Linked DNA regions of Gossypium hirsutum: region 2 is linked to region 1. The links are chromatin contacts, called in public Hi-C maps. All regions are on one chromosome and are shown on one strand. The core of a region is the stretch at or near the end of the contact, and the rest is flanking DNA. Distances in the headings are between cores, read along the strand shown. Region 1 holds the start of LOC107916852 (XIAP-associated factor 1). Region 2 holds the start of LOC107916983 (GATA transcription factor 24).

Region 1 (7,551 bases), core at 2,065-4,564:
ACCTATCACATTTTAAAATTTTCTCATATAAGTCCTATTGACTAAATTCACATGCAATCGACTAAATCGAAGCTTGAAATTTTCACACATTCATGATTACATATTCTAGACAATAAACATCACATTCAAACCTTTCGGTGACTCGGTTTAGCGGTCTCGAAACCACTCCCCGACTAGGGTCAATTTTGGGCTGTCACATAATGCTTCTTATAATGATGTTATAGTTTCTTGTCTTAAAAATCGTTTTCGGTCAAACCGAGCTATTTTCTGTGATGGTGCTTTTTCTCAAGTTAAATGTTGTGCACATATATTGAATCTTATAGTTAAAGCTGGTTTGGAACTTGCTAAAAATGTTGTTGGTAAGACTAGAAATGGAATGAAGTACATAAAAAAGTCAGGAATTCGTAGGAAAAGATTTTATGATGTGGTCGACAAAAGTTTTCTTTTAAATGTGACCAAAAAGTTGCGTCAAGATGTGTGTGTGAGATGGAATTCTACTTATTTGATGCTTGAATCTTCTCTTTACTATAAAGATGTGCTAGATTATTGGGGCCAACGGGATAAAGATTATCAAATGTTTACACTTTCTAATGAGGAGTGGAGAAATGTTGCTATTCTTTGCAAATTTTTAAAGTCTTTTATGATGTGACTTGTGTTTTTTCTGGTTCTAATTATCCAATAGCTAATATTTATTTTAGAGGGATTTGGAAGGTTCACAAGGTCTTGCTTGATACAGTTAAAGGTCCTTATTCGTTTTTAACTCCAATGGTTAAGCAAATGCAAGAGAAATTTAATAAATATTGGGCTGAGTATTCGTTGATATTGTCATGTGCTACAATTTTAGATCCTCGTTACAAGTTGAATTATGTGCAGTATTGCTTTACTACAATCTATGGTATTCATGCTTCAGATTTTGTTAAAACCATTCTTAGTAATCTTATACTCTTGTTTGACGAGTATGTTAAGAAATCCAAATCCACGTCTTCCTCTTTGGCTGGGAGTTCTAATGTTTCGGATAAAAATCTCGTTGATTTTAGTTTGGATGAACACAATGTTAATAGTGCTGATTTTGGGGGAGATTTTGATGAGAGTGATGATTATAAATGTCATTTAAATGAATCTAGCGCTAGGAGTGAAAAGTCATAGTTGGATATTTATTTGGAAGAACTGGAGCTTGACTTGAATGGTAAAATAGATGTTTCGGATTATTGGAGCAAAAGTTCAGTTCGATACAATGAGCTTTCATTATTAGCTCGTGATCTTTTGGCAATTCCAATATCGACTGTAGCTTTCGAATCGACTTTTAGCATGGGTAAGAAAGTTATCACACCTTTGAGGAGTTCACTTAAGCCAAAAACGGTTCAAGCCGTTGTTTGCTTGAATGAATGGATGCGAGCTAAGGGATTTTCAACTGGTAATTATTATTGTCGTTTTATTTTTATAATTTTATATTATTTTTTTATCAATTTGATTATCTAATTATTTATTCTTATTTCATGCTAGAAATTGGTTGCAAGAATAATGATGACTTATGAGGATGATGTTTCTTTGATTGCTTTTTAGGTTACCTTCCTTCGTAATTGTTGACAATTTAATTTAGCTTACAATCTATAGTTTATTATAAAATTAAATATGTTGATGGGTTAATGTATAGATATTCTAGTTGGTTGATTATATTTTGCAGGTTTTTGGTGCTATTTTGGTGTTGTTGGTGATGCTGTTTTTTGTGCTGTTTGGTGCTATTTTTTGTATTGTTTGGTGTTGTTTTATTGCTGTGTTAGTGTTGTTTTGTTGTTGTTTTGGTGCTATGTTGGTGCTGTTTTGTTGCTATTTTGGTACTATTTTGTTACTATTTTTATATTTAGGTATAGGTACATGTTTAACATGAATATAAGCTTTCCCCTATACCATACAACAAAGGTCATATTCTCACATTAGTATCTTCTTTGAAATGTCCATTATATATTTGACATGAATATGTTAGGCAAAAAAAAAAAATGTAGACTAATCCATTTATGATGCAAATGTCATTGTTTAATTAAAACTAACATGAAACTTTTTAAGTGGTATTTCTTTGGGTATATTATGTTAAGTTAGGCCAAAAGAAAAACCATAATAGAACGTATGAGGTGCAAAAAGTACAACTTTTAAAGGTACAATTTTTTCTAATATTCTTGCAAAATGATTTATTCAAGTACATGGAAGATTTGGCATTCACACATTCTACTTTCAGTCGAATTGGTATTTCATTTTAAATATTGAGTTCCCTATGCTGTAGTAAAGATTCTTAGAACCTCATGTTAGAGTTTTAATAGTAATTTTATGATGCTGTCAGTCTTCTCTCTTTCTTTTCTTTTCCTTTCCTTGTGTCTATGAACATGTGATCTCTTTCTCTTGGATGTGTAGGTTCTATTGTTTCTTATATTTTCTTTTTAATGGTACCCCTGTTCAGATATGGAGAATTTCTCTTCATGGGGATCAGTGTGGGGATGGAGATTCAGCTGATATTGGCAGTCAACCGAAGGACTTGAACTTTACCCTTCTCTCTCCTGAACTTGCTTTGGTTACAACTTAGTCAGGAGTTGTTATGTTGTGTGGTATGAAAGTGGGATCAACCATAAACCTTAATGTTGTTTTGGTGCTGTTTTGGTGGTGTTTTATTGTTCTTTTGCAACTATTTTATTTTGGTGCTACTTGCTTTGGTCTTACAACATAATTTATGTTTTTTGTTGTCGTTTTTAATATTATTTTGATATTGTAAAACTTTTTTTTTATTAATTTGGTTATTATTTTAGTTCTATTTTGTTTCAATTTTAATATAATCACTTTTTGTTATATTTTCAATTTGTGTATTGTTTTAAGAATTATTTTAATTTATTTGTTTTTTGTTTTAATATTTGTTTTAAATTTTTTTAAAATGAAATAAGATTAAAAAAAATTAATATAGGCCGGGCCGGGCCAGGCCAGACCGAGCTCGAGCTTAACAATTTTCTTTAGGGTAAGGCTTGGACAAATTATTAGGCCCATATTTCGGGCCAGGCCAGACCTGAGCCTAGACAATGGACTTAAAAATTTATTTGGGCCCGACCTAATCCAAACCTGACCTAACCCGACCCGGCCCGACCCATAATCACTAGAGGCCCCTAACTTCAATTACAAGTTACAACCCCAATAGCACATGATTGGTTGGGTGGGTTAAGGCAATTTCACCTTTACCTTCTTTCCACGCTCCAAGCTTAGTTTGAAAGCCCAATCATTAAGTTAGGCCCAAATAGCAAATAATCGTGTAACTCACCTCCCTCGGAATGCGCGTTGACAAAAAGCTGAACGGTGGACTGTCCAAACTCCGAAGTCAGTATTCATCTAAAGCTGTTTGCTCAACCAAAGTAGTAATTAGAAAAACTCTCTCAGCCTCTTTACTTTAATTTCCTAGAGAGGAACGAGGAGAGTTTTAAAGAAAATCCCCGGCTTTTTGCAGGTTAATTTACTAATCTTGATAACTAATTTTAAGTTCCCCTTATTTAATTTTACCTCTCCATTCATACTTTTTGTTGCCCAAAGATTTTGAAACGGATCGCTATGGCAATTGCTACGGAAGAAACCACCCGCATATGCAATCACTGGTAATTTTTTAGAATTTAATTTCAATTCCTTGAATTTTCTTCTCGATCCCCGTCCTTTTTGTTTATTTCAGCTTAAATTTGTTGCTTGATTTGTAGTATGAGATTCATTGATGCATAAAGAAATGATTAGTAATTTATGTTTTGAACAAATTAAGTTGGGAAGGGAGTGAATTTAGTTGAATAACACCTAAAATTCTCGATTATTGTTGTATTGAGTTCATGTGAATTTAGAAGAACCTTTAACGAGTACTTTTCCTTCTTAATGGTTCAGTGACAGGGCCATACCTTCTTCTAACATTGATTTGCATCATGCTCATTGCTCCCGTAATCTAGAAAGATGTAAAGTTTGTGGTGATATGATTCCCAAAAAGCATGCAGAGGAACATTTCTTAAACACCCATGCTCCGGTAGGTCTTTTCTATTTCCTTTTAAGTGAATCAATTCTGTTCGAACATGATGCGTGGCGTAACATTTGTGATTCTATTGACACCGTATCTGTTCGAGCAGGTGGCGTGTTCACTGTGCAGTGAGACAATGGAACGTGAAATTCTGGCTATTCATAAAGGTGAAATTTGCCCCCAGAGGATCGTTACTTGTGATTTTTGTGAGTTTCCATTGCCCGCCATTGATCTGGCTGAGCATCAGGTACTACATCTGTATTAATTTACATATAAAAGGATGCAATGTTAGTACTTGTTAGGTGAACTTGTTACAATGTTGCCATTGCTTTGCGATTTTAGGAAGTATGTGGGAACCGGACGGAACTGTGTCATCTGTGTAACAGATACGTTAGACTGAGAGAAAGATATAACCACGAAAGTAGGTGTACTGGTATTGCAGAAAACAATGAGGGATCTTCCAGGTATTTATGCTATAATATAATTCCCGATTGGAATGTTTGGCTAGATATTTTATTAGTTACTGCTTTTCCGTAAATTATATTTCTTTTTATAACCTTGTTATTGATGCCTTGCAATCTGGACTTGTATATAGCACCGAAGAGTTGGTACCTTGATGGTATAGGATAGCTTTTTGTACTTATTATTAATTTCATTCTCGAAAATGGGAGCTTTTAGTTCCCAATGAGTTATGTTGGAAAGTATTCATTTCAGTCTGGAGTTTAGCCATGATATGTAATCAATGTTTACATAATCCATGTGATTATTGTCGGTTAAAGTATCATGGAAGCCTATAGTAGGAGTCAGATTTCATTTCCCCTTCTACTAAAAAAATAGTCAAATTAATCCCTTTACATTAATCAAAGAGCAAACAGGTTATTTTGTTAAAAATTCCATCCATTTCCACTATTAAAAAATGGTCCCTGTATGTTGGTATGAGGTATGCAAGGCAGATCACATGTCACTATCTGGTTATTCTGTCAACCATGTCTGTTTTTAACTATACAAATGGATGAAACTTTTAATAGAAATGATTAATTTGTTCATTGATCTAACGTATAAGGATTAACTTGTCCATTTTTTGAGCAAGGGGGTAAAATGCAATTTGACTCCTAGTACAAGAGCCCTTTGGTACTTTTACTGATTATTGTCCGTTTTCCCCTCCATCTTGTCGTTCGGGAAATATGGCAAAATCTATCTAGTTTGTGTCAAGCGGTATTATAAGGGATTTACCTCTATTTTCACTAAGATTGGCGGATAAAGCCTTTTATTTTGATTATGTTGTGCACCTAACGTTGATTATACCTATAGTTTTGCTGTTTTAACTGTTGACATAACTGAAAACCGTATCAGAATGCTGCTTTTTGTTTTCTTCTCCGATTATAATTAGTTTTAATTAATATGTTTGGGACCGTTTAGGGATGTGAGGGCAGCCGAAAGGGAACAAGCTCGTCCAAGAAGGCAGGCATCGGAATATTCAAGGAGACGAATTCTATTCACAATTGCAATAACCGGCATCGCTGTTCTTCTAGGCTCACTTTTTTTCCAGAAGAAGACAGATAGCAGCCAGGTACATTAGTTGTTTATGCAAATCAGGTACATTAGTTGCAATAACCGGCATCGCGGTACATTAGTTGTTTAAGCAAATCAGGTAGAGAGCTACATATTCCATTTGTGTATCACCAAATTGTCCTCTAAGATCATATACTATTAATGCTGGCATTCAAAACTCATTCAGATTGTGATAATGTACTGCATTTTCTTCCAAATTATAACACAATAATATTTAATTATGCTAATGTACCGAGAAAATTTTGATAATTTTTTAATCTAGGGTTAATATGTAATTTACTCAATGAATTTGTCCAAAATACTTGGTACTTGAACTTTTTCTTATTTCTAATTGGTACCTAAACTTGTCGGTTACACATATTGCTACAATTTGTTAATAGCTTAATTTTTTAAGGGTTAACATAATGTCGCGTTAGCACAAATTATTGGTTTAGTGTGGAATACTCATTTTAGGTATCAAATAGGTACTTTTTGGAAAAATTTAGAAAATAAATTATATATTAATCCTTTTATCTAAAATGAATATCATATTGCTGACGTTTGAAAACACATTTAACTTCAGATTTGATTGAAAGAAAAGAGAACATAAACCTTTTTAAGGTTTATTTGCCAAGTAAATTTTAAATAAAAAATAACTATATCTTTATTAATCAGTAATCATGTAAGTTTACTTAATTTTATTCGTTTCTCTCTTTTTATTAATTAAAAAATAATAAAATTTAATTGCTATAAATTATATTTTGATTCTAATAAAATTTAAAAAGAATAAATTTAGGTTTAGTTTAACCAATTGAAAAATCAAGTATGGAATAATTAAGTGTAGAGTTTTTTATATTACTGAATTTTACATTAAAAAATTGTTTGGTATATTAATAAAATTAAGTGTTGAATATAATTGTTTGATAAAATTAATCTTGGTTTTTTTAATTATTTATATCTTAAATTTTAATATAATTAATATTGATATATTATTTTATATATTTTTCATAAAAGTTAAATATAATAATTTGGATATGTTATCGAAAGGGAGAATTTATTTTTAAAATAAAACAATGTTGATAAGTAACTATTTTTAAAATAAAATGTAAAAATTTGAAGCTGAAACCTGATATTGTGACAATAATTATTGTAGGAGTTTTATTATTATTTGAAAGAATTAGGCAAGTAATTAAAATGGTGTATCTTGGTTAAAGAATTAGGTAATTATTTTGAGTTAAAGGACACTTGGGTGCCTCCCTATAAATACTTTAAATACAATATAGAAAAGGGATTATTCTCGTTCTTAATAGACCAAACTCTTATCTCTTTTCTCTTCATTCTTACTTTTTCGGTTTTTTTGTCCAACGAGCACCACAAGATTGATTATTTTAATATGTCATCAAATGTTACAGACGTGAAAGTTAACCAAATCCAATTACAGATATGAAATTGGTAGTTGGGTAGAAATGAGTGGCATGCAGCATTTGCTTTTCACAATAACATTATTATTTTGGTAGAAGTGTTGCATTCCATTTGGTGGGAATTTGAGATCTTTCCCATTAGAATGTGACAGTTGTTTTATAGGCATAATAAAATATTACATACATGTGTTATTTGTAATATATTCAATTTGTTTGTGAAGTTTAAAAAAATTCTATATTTATATATAAAAATAAATTTAATTTTCACATAAATAAAAATAATCAATGGTTTTTATAGATTTTTTTTAGCCTTAATGGAACATGTTGGATAATTTTTCGTTGTGTCTCATTAAAGGGGACAACCGAATATTTATATACATGGTTACTGTTTATTGAATTGATGTTCTTAATCGACTCTATGTATGCTGGACACGTGTATTGTTTTGGGCTACCTATTGAACTTCGTGGCCCCTACATGCGAATTCTTTGGGTATATGCGAGCTGAAATAACGAGCTCCAGTTGCTGACTTCTCTCTGTAAGGCTTGTACATATCCATT
Region 2 (7,551 bases), core at 1,566-4,065, 180 kb after region 1:
AAGCATTACACAAAGTCCTTGGACCAGCTGGGCCACGACGCATTGCTGGAGTATTATTTTCACTAACACCACAATGTTGACAGCTCCGGATACTAAAACACATTGAAGACAGAATTCTTCAAAAAGTTCATCATGATAAATATTTTCCACGAATCAGGTAACAATGGAACTCACGCGGTTTCTGGACGAGTACCATCTTGAAAGCCAATATGAGAAGAATCCCAGCTTGAAGGACTAGTACTTTCCTTTACAGATGCAAACTGCCCATTTTTGCGATGCATTCTACAATTATAAAACGAGAAGATTACATCAGCATTATCAGCTGCACCACTACCATTTGTACATATGCATCAGAAAAGCAGTAATTGCATTTAATACTAATATAAATGGCTCCTCACAGTGACGCTTCTGAACTCATAATTCTATCAGTATCACTGGAAAATAATCAAATTCTCAACCTACTTTAGGCCTGTTCCTTTCAGGACAGAGAACCATGAATAAGTGAATGAAGCTTCTACAATTCAAACTTAAACAGGATCCACTGCTCCCTGTATTAAACACATTTCCCCCAGTGGCAACCTATAATAAATGGCTATAGCCTTTATACTGCTATCAAAATTTTTTAGTTTATGGCTCTTCTTCCATCTCCACTTTTAACTTCTACACTCGCATTGCATGTTGAAATGTTAAAAATGTTAATTGTAGGTCTAAACAAAATAAGTCCAAAAAAAATCATACCTTTGTGCAGCCTCCTTCCGTACTGTATACCTAATTTTCTTTTCAAAACATCTCTCTTTCCTTTTCTCACGGAACCTAACCAAGGATGCTATTCGTCTTGAAAGATTTGAGCGCTTTGAGACATCAGCTACACCCTGCAGAATATAGTATGCGAAACCAAAAACAAAAGACCAACAGTGGAATATAATTACACACAATTATTTTAACATCAGCATACCATGTTATTTTGATCAAACGGTACTTCAATTGAAGGAACACCAGTGGGGATATGACGACCCCCCAGGAGTAACAGCACAGCTTGCACCTGTTGCATACAATCCAACAAACACACGTGCTTACTTAGAGGGGGGGAATTTGAGAAGAAAATCTAAACTATTCAATCCATTTAAAGAAAATAACAGAAAACTAAGTTACTTATTACTTGCTCCAAAAGAAAAGAGTGGTTAAAACTCTAATGCACAAAGTTCACTAGATTAACTATAGTAAAATAGTAAATGATTATTAGTTTCACTAATGCTTCCAACTCTTCATTTGCCTTGAAATAACCCTTGTCCAGGGGATGCAGAGACTCCTAAGACATGAAATACCTTATCTGTCGAACAAAGTTACTTTTCTTTTATTAAATGTTTAGAATTACTCATAACCTCTTCTCTTTTCAATCGTTAAATAGTAGGATGAATGTACTTCAACATCCTTGAACCCACGTCCTTTTGTACTATGGAATAATTCATTAATTAAATCCTACATCCTAAAACATGAACTTGACTAGGAAAAGTACCATAAAAGCCCATGTATTATGTCTTTCTACTCAAAAAATAAGTAAATTAGTCTCTTATGTTTAAGTAAAGAGCAAATTAGTTTTTTTTATTAAAAATTTCATCTACTTTTACTATTAAAAATTAGTCTTTGTACATCATGATGATGTAACACATATCACTATTTGATTATTTTGTCAGCGTTATACAAATGCATGATATTTTTAATAGAAAAAACTAATATACACCTTGAACAAAGATATAAAAATTAATTTACTCATTTTATAAGTAAAAAAAGCAAAACACAACCCAACTTTTAATCAAAACTTCTACATACTTTTACCAAATTTGGCGTCTCATTTTATCCTTCATATTCAATAAATTTTAGGAACATGGAAGTCTAATTTTTTTTTTTAGTCTTTTCAGTTAACTTGGTTTCATGTCAGACGTCAAAACATTACTTTAAAATACGAGAACCGAAACATAGAAATCTAAAGGCCCAATTTCAAATTTACTTTGCAATAAACAGGATGAATAGCAGGAAAATAAATTATTTTATTGCCAGAAATATTACCAAAGAGACTTTTATTTTTTTTGTGAAAAAGGATAAAAACCTTTTCAGATGTAACAGCAGGGAACACGTAAACTTCTCCTTCAAAGGAGAGAGTAAGCTCGCTAGTTCTCAACGCCCTAACAACGCCTCCACCAGCTGCGCCACCGCCACCAATAACTCGGCCTATTAGTCCCATTCCATGCTCCGCCACATTGACGGAGTTGATATTCGCGTCCTCCACGTCATCCATGGCGTCATCTTCATAGTCTCCATCGTCGTCGTCGATCTGCATCGTCCCTCGCGCGTGCTCCTCAAACGGACGAACCTGAAGTGGCCGTGGATTCGCAGCCGCCATATATAAACAAAGAAAGGCCGCAGGGTTCCAACTGTACCGAAAATGGAAGTCCCGAAGTAACGATTATGAGGTGTTTCATTGAAGAGCCATGCGATGCGTGTAGTCACTACTGGTAACACAAAATTGGCCTTTATTATCTGTTCTTTAATTATATAAGCCCTAACCCTGGATAAAGAATTTCTTAGCTTGAGCAATAATAAGATTTGCAGGGGCGAGAATGAAGTGGTGTTTCCTTGGACAAACTCAATTTTGGAACTTCGAAGATAAATACTTATTCGGATATAAGAAAAATGAAAAGAAAGGGGTGGATGTTGATTGGGTTGTATTTACGGGAGTACGGATGTTGAGGATAAGTTGGTTTGGGGGTAGAGTGGGGTACTATGGACTTTATATACGCTTTGTATCCCTCCAACTTACAATCACCATCTGAAATTTTTGAGTAAAAATATGTAAACGACACCAAAGGTGGCCGCCCCTTCTTTCTTTTTTTTTTTTTTCACGCAACAATCAAATTTTTTAATTTGGTCACCAAATTAATCGAGATTACTTTTTATTGATTCATTTCTATTAAGTGTCGCCAAATATTTGACGGGAAGGTGATGTGGCAATTAAGAAATTAATATAATAACAAATTTAGCCCTCAATTTTTACATATTGTATCGATTTAATCATAATTTTAAAAAATTAACCCTTAAAATTAACAAATGGTCTCAATTTGATACTCAAAATTTACCTTCCTCTTCCACTTCCTCCACCACCACTACTATCATTCCTCAATTTAAAAAATTAACTCTTACATTTATATCATTAGAATTCTAGAAACAAGTAAATTAGCATTTTGTGATAACCAAGTTCTTATGTCACAGGGCTAGAACTTTAGTCTGACAAATCGCGCAGCCTTAGGCGATTTTTTGGGTTTAAATTCGCCTAACTCAGCTTTACTTTTAAAAAATGAGAATTCTTGCAAAATTCTCTAAGGCACCAAAAACAAGACGAAAGTAAACTCGAAAGAGAAATAAGCCATGAACGAACAGAAAAATAGCGCACACCAAGTGTTTAAGTAAATGCTTTCAAATATATTCAAAACTATGAATGGAATAATTAGAAATGAGGGGAAGGCCTCTATTTATAGTTGAGCTCCCCCAAATCCAACGATACATATCGAATTATATCAACGGTTGAGATTAATATCTATCTACAATATGAGAGTCCTAAGGGATTTAAACTCTATAAAATCTTATTTCTTAGAATTTACAATATTTCACTTGATAACTCTAGTTTTACTGGAGTCTTTACTAGGCTAACAAAACTTCAAGTAAATGTGTTTTTCCATGTGTTCCACAAATCGAGCCAATTCAAGTGGGTTGAATAAGCCTCATTTAATCGATTGACCTCCATGGGACGCTCTTTACACATTCGTCAAAGGCTTCGATCAATAGCCCGTGCCAGTTACGCCTTGCGGTAAAAATTATCATTACTTTTGGGATCAAAGTTTGAATAAATTACTTATTTCAGTCTGTATTTTTTGAACTTGAAAGTTATAACTTTACTTAGTATTTGAATTTTGTAAATAGATGATACCCCTTTTGCATAAGGGTTCGAGAAGCATTGACTGAGCTGGATCTTTTTGTAGAGGTGAGAATTACTAGATATATTTTAAAAAATTTCATTGTTATTTCTTATAGAACTATATATTAACCAATGAGAATATATATGATATTATTTAATGATAAATTAGGTTTAAAAAGAAAGAAAAAAAAAGGAAGTTTTTTTTGGATAAAGGCGGAGGAGGTGGAAGCAACGATGGTAGTGGTGGTAGGGGAAGTAGAAGAGGAAGGTAAAATTTGAGGTTTTAATTGAGACCATCTTTAAATTTTGAGGGTTAATTTTTTTAAAATTATGACTAAATTGATATAATATGTAAAAATTGAAGGTTAAATTTGTTATTATATTGATTTTTTAATTGTCACGAAACTTAGAGATTTAACAACACTTAAGGAAAATGAATAAAAAAATAATTGTAGCACCCTATACCCGGCCCAATCGCAGAGCCCAAATATTAGGATGCCACACTACCGTCTCACATCACACATAATACAAATGAGCTCATTATTAAAGAAATGTCTTCCATTCTAACATACGCACAAGTTATGAGTCAATCTTACACTAATCATACTTAATACACGCTAAACATACATCAAATAATCTTATAAATACAACTAACATGCATAGGGTTCATTTAACAAAATTTCAAAACAAATCATGTAGGTATCGATACTAAAACAAAGGTATCGATATTTCCTTAAATGGTATCGATACCAATTGGAAAATCGGTACCAAAACATCATTCTATTCCTCGTCTAAAAATCAAATCCTAGAAAATACCAGTACATTTATTAAAGTACCTATTATTTTACCCCGAGTATCGATATTCGTGATAAGGTATCGATACCGAATTAAATTATTGTCTTCCTACACAACAAAATATCATAAAGGTATCGTTTTTAAAACTCGAATATCGATACCTCAGCTCCAGACACAAAAAAAATACAGCATAATAAGATAAATAATCCATCCCAATCATAAATCATTCAACATGTAACTAATACCTCATTAAATAAACATCAAAATGACCACAATAACAGTTCAATCATTAAAAACATGTTCAAGTAACCAAGCGCTGAAAATAACCCATAAATCCTAAAGCAAGTATAAAATTTGTTAATATCATGCTTAAACTCAGACCAACTCATAAACACTTCTAGTGGTGATGGACGATGAAAAAGGTAACATTTTCAAAACTATAAATATTTGATGCTCCCACTTTTCATAATTGGTTAAAATATGGTATTAATCATTGTAATTATTCAAAATATAAGATTTAGTCTATATACTTTAAAAGTAAAAGTTCCAATCCTCCTGCTTTTTTAATTTAAAAAATTCTAGTCCAATCATTATTGTTGTTTGTAGTTTTTTTGTCAAAATTTGTCAACTTAACATATTTATTTTTTGTCAATCATATGCAACATCATATGAGGGCAATCTAATCATGTTAATTTGGAAAATTTTTACAAAAAATACTAATAATGATTGGACTAAGATTTTCAAATTAGAAAAGTAAAATGACTTAATTTTTAACCTATGAAGTGTAAATGGGCAAATTTGCCCGGGCCCACTAGAAACCCAAATATACAACAATAAATAAATATATATATATTAAAAAAACAGTCCTTTTTTACAGTCCAGTACCCAAAACTAAATACAATGGGCCCGATGCCCCAAGTACCATATACAAACCCAAAACATAACCCCAGACCCAATTAAAATCTAATAACTAAAACCTAACCCAATACCCTAAATGACCCAAGACCCAAATACAGGCCCGGTAGGCCCAGAAAATTACAACCCCAGAACCCTAGAGTTCTTTTTCTCCTGCGCCGTAGCCTTCACCAGGTAGCCAAGCCCCAGCACCCACGTCAGCCACCTCCGTACCCTCGTGCACAGCCCCGTACGCCTCGCGCCAAAGGCCAACGCATGCCAGTGGACACCGTAACTGCGAAAGGAAACAAAAACAACAGCGAATGGAAACAAAGAACGTTTCTATATTTTTGATTTATTTTTCTTTCTTTTCGGCTATAAAAAGCCAAGCTTTTGATCCTTGTAAGGATTACGAACGCCTACACATTTTTACGCAAGATATACGAGCAATACAAAAAAAGCAACCAATATCGGAAGGTGATTTTCCGATCTAAATCTCCGGGCTTTCTTTCTTTGTGATTATTCTCTTGTTTTTTTTATTTTACTTTGAAAGCAAATAAAGTAAAGAGGAAAGGATCTACCTGCACATATGAGCCATTGGAGACCATCTCTTCTTCGTTGAGATCGAAGCTTAAGAGAGGTTTTCGGGCTAAAAATCTTACCTTTTGGGGCGGGGTTTAAAGTAGGAAAATGAAACGACTTCATGGCTAGCTATCTTCCATCGGTTTCAATGGTGGAATGTGGTAGTCAAATGGTCGAACAGAGGGTTACGGAAGTATCGAAATCGGCTGTGTTGAAACCCTAATAATTGGGTTCTCTACTTATGGCTAAAAGGGACAGCAAGCTGCCATTCAATGGCCTTTAATTTTAGGAATTAGACGAAACAGTGCCATTTGGGATATTGAAGGTCCGCGCGTCAACCCGGATAGCAACCCGGATCCGCGCCTTTTCATTCGGAATGGGAAATTTGCGTGCTGGGTCCTCTGTATTAGCGCAAGCCTTCGATTGCGCCTTATGCGCCTTGGTTTTTTTTATTATTTAGGCTTATAATTTGTGCTTTGTTGCAATCTGATCCGCGCCTAAACGCATCATTTTGGGTTCTGGTATATTGCCAGTTTTAGTCCCTTGCATTCGCGCGCGCGTCAAAACTTAGTCCTTTTCCTAATTTCAGCAACTGATTTTATTTATTAATGATCCTTTTAGTTTCATTTTTGTTTCAATTGAGTTTTTTTTTTGTTATTTTCAGCATTTTTATTCTTTGAAACCCTTCTATTTTTGAGACTTACTTATTATTCACCATTTAATATATTATTTTGGAATATTTTATCAAGTTTTGCATAGTTTGTTATTCGTACTTTTATTTATATGTAAATACATCTATACATGTAACTATATATATATGCATATATACATCTATCTATTTTCTTTTAAATTTGTTTGTTTAAACTCCTATATATATATACACTTTATAATAAGGTTACTTTTATTTTACGCATGTTATTAATCTTACATTATTCTATACATATAGTTTCTTTTAAATATATTCTCGTCTTTTATTATATAATCTCTTATAACATGGTTTTTAAATTATTATGGTGTATATATATATATATGTGTTTTTTATTAACACCTATGCTTAATCTATATATATATGTTACTAAATCTATGTATTTATACCCGTAGTTTTCTTTATATATATATATGAGCACGTTCGTAAAACTATTATGTAGTTTATAATAAAATTAATTTAGCCCTATACATAATATTTAAATGTTTTTGCATGTATTTGCCTTTAGATTTATATGTATGTATATGTATATATCTTATTATTAATCTCATGTTTTTTTTACAATAAACTTACGTATACACATATTTTATAAATTTATTTTGTG

What was found. A called contact is a pair of places that touch in the nucleus more often than the background predicts.
Region 2: a Hi-C map of leaf shows a contact between it and region 1, with 2.0 times the contacts expected there. The contact joins the promoter of LOC107916983 here to the promoter of LOC107916852 in region 1. A contact is called at or near these places in 3 of 34 Hi-C or Micro-C datasets (anther, hypocotyl and leaf).

Annotation. Positions count from the first base shown.
Region 1 is chrA01:33,764,550-33,772,100 of Gossypium_hirsutum_v2.1, forward strand. It overlaps LOC107916852 (XIAP-associated factor 1), which reads left to right and starts at 3,315. Exons shown (of 6, transcript XM_016846218.2): 1 at 3,315-3,478; 2 at 3,562-3,623; 3 at 3,895-4,030; 4 at 4,131-4,268; 5 at 4,364-4,485; 6 at 5,441-5,820. The coding sequence starts at 3,580. The coding sequence ends at 5,600. It overlaps LOC121223309 (a long non-coding RNA gene), which reads left to right and starts at 1,968. Exons shown (of 2, transcript XR_005920596.1): 1 at 1,968-2,153; 2 at 2,453-2,835.
Region 2 is chrA01:33,945,404-33,952,954 of Gossypium_hirsutum_v2.1, forward strand. It overlaps LOC107916983 (GATA transcription factor 24), which reads right to left and starts at 2,816. Exons shown (of 10, transcript XM_016846371.2): 1 at 2,108-2,816; 2 at 956-1,042; 3 at 739-872; 4 at 175-282; 5 at 1-92. The coding sequence starts at 2,401. It overlaps LOC107916559 (a long non-coding RNA gene), which reads right to left and starts at 6,535. Exons shown (of 2, transcript XR_001689504.2): 1 at 6,241-6,535; 2 at 5,592-5,954.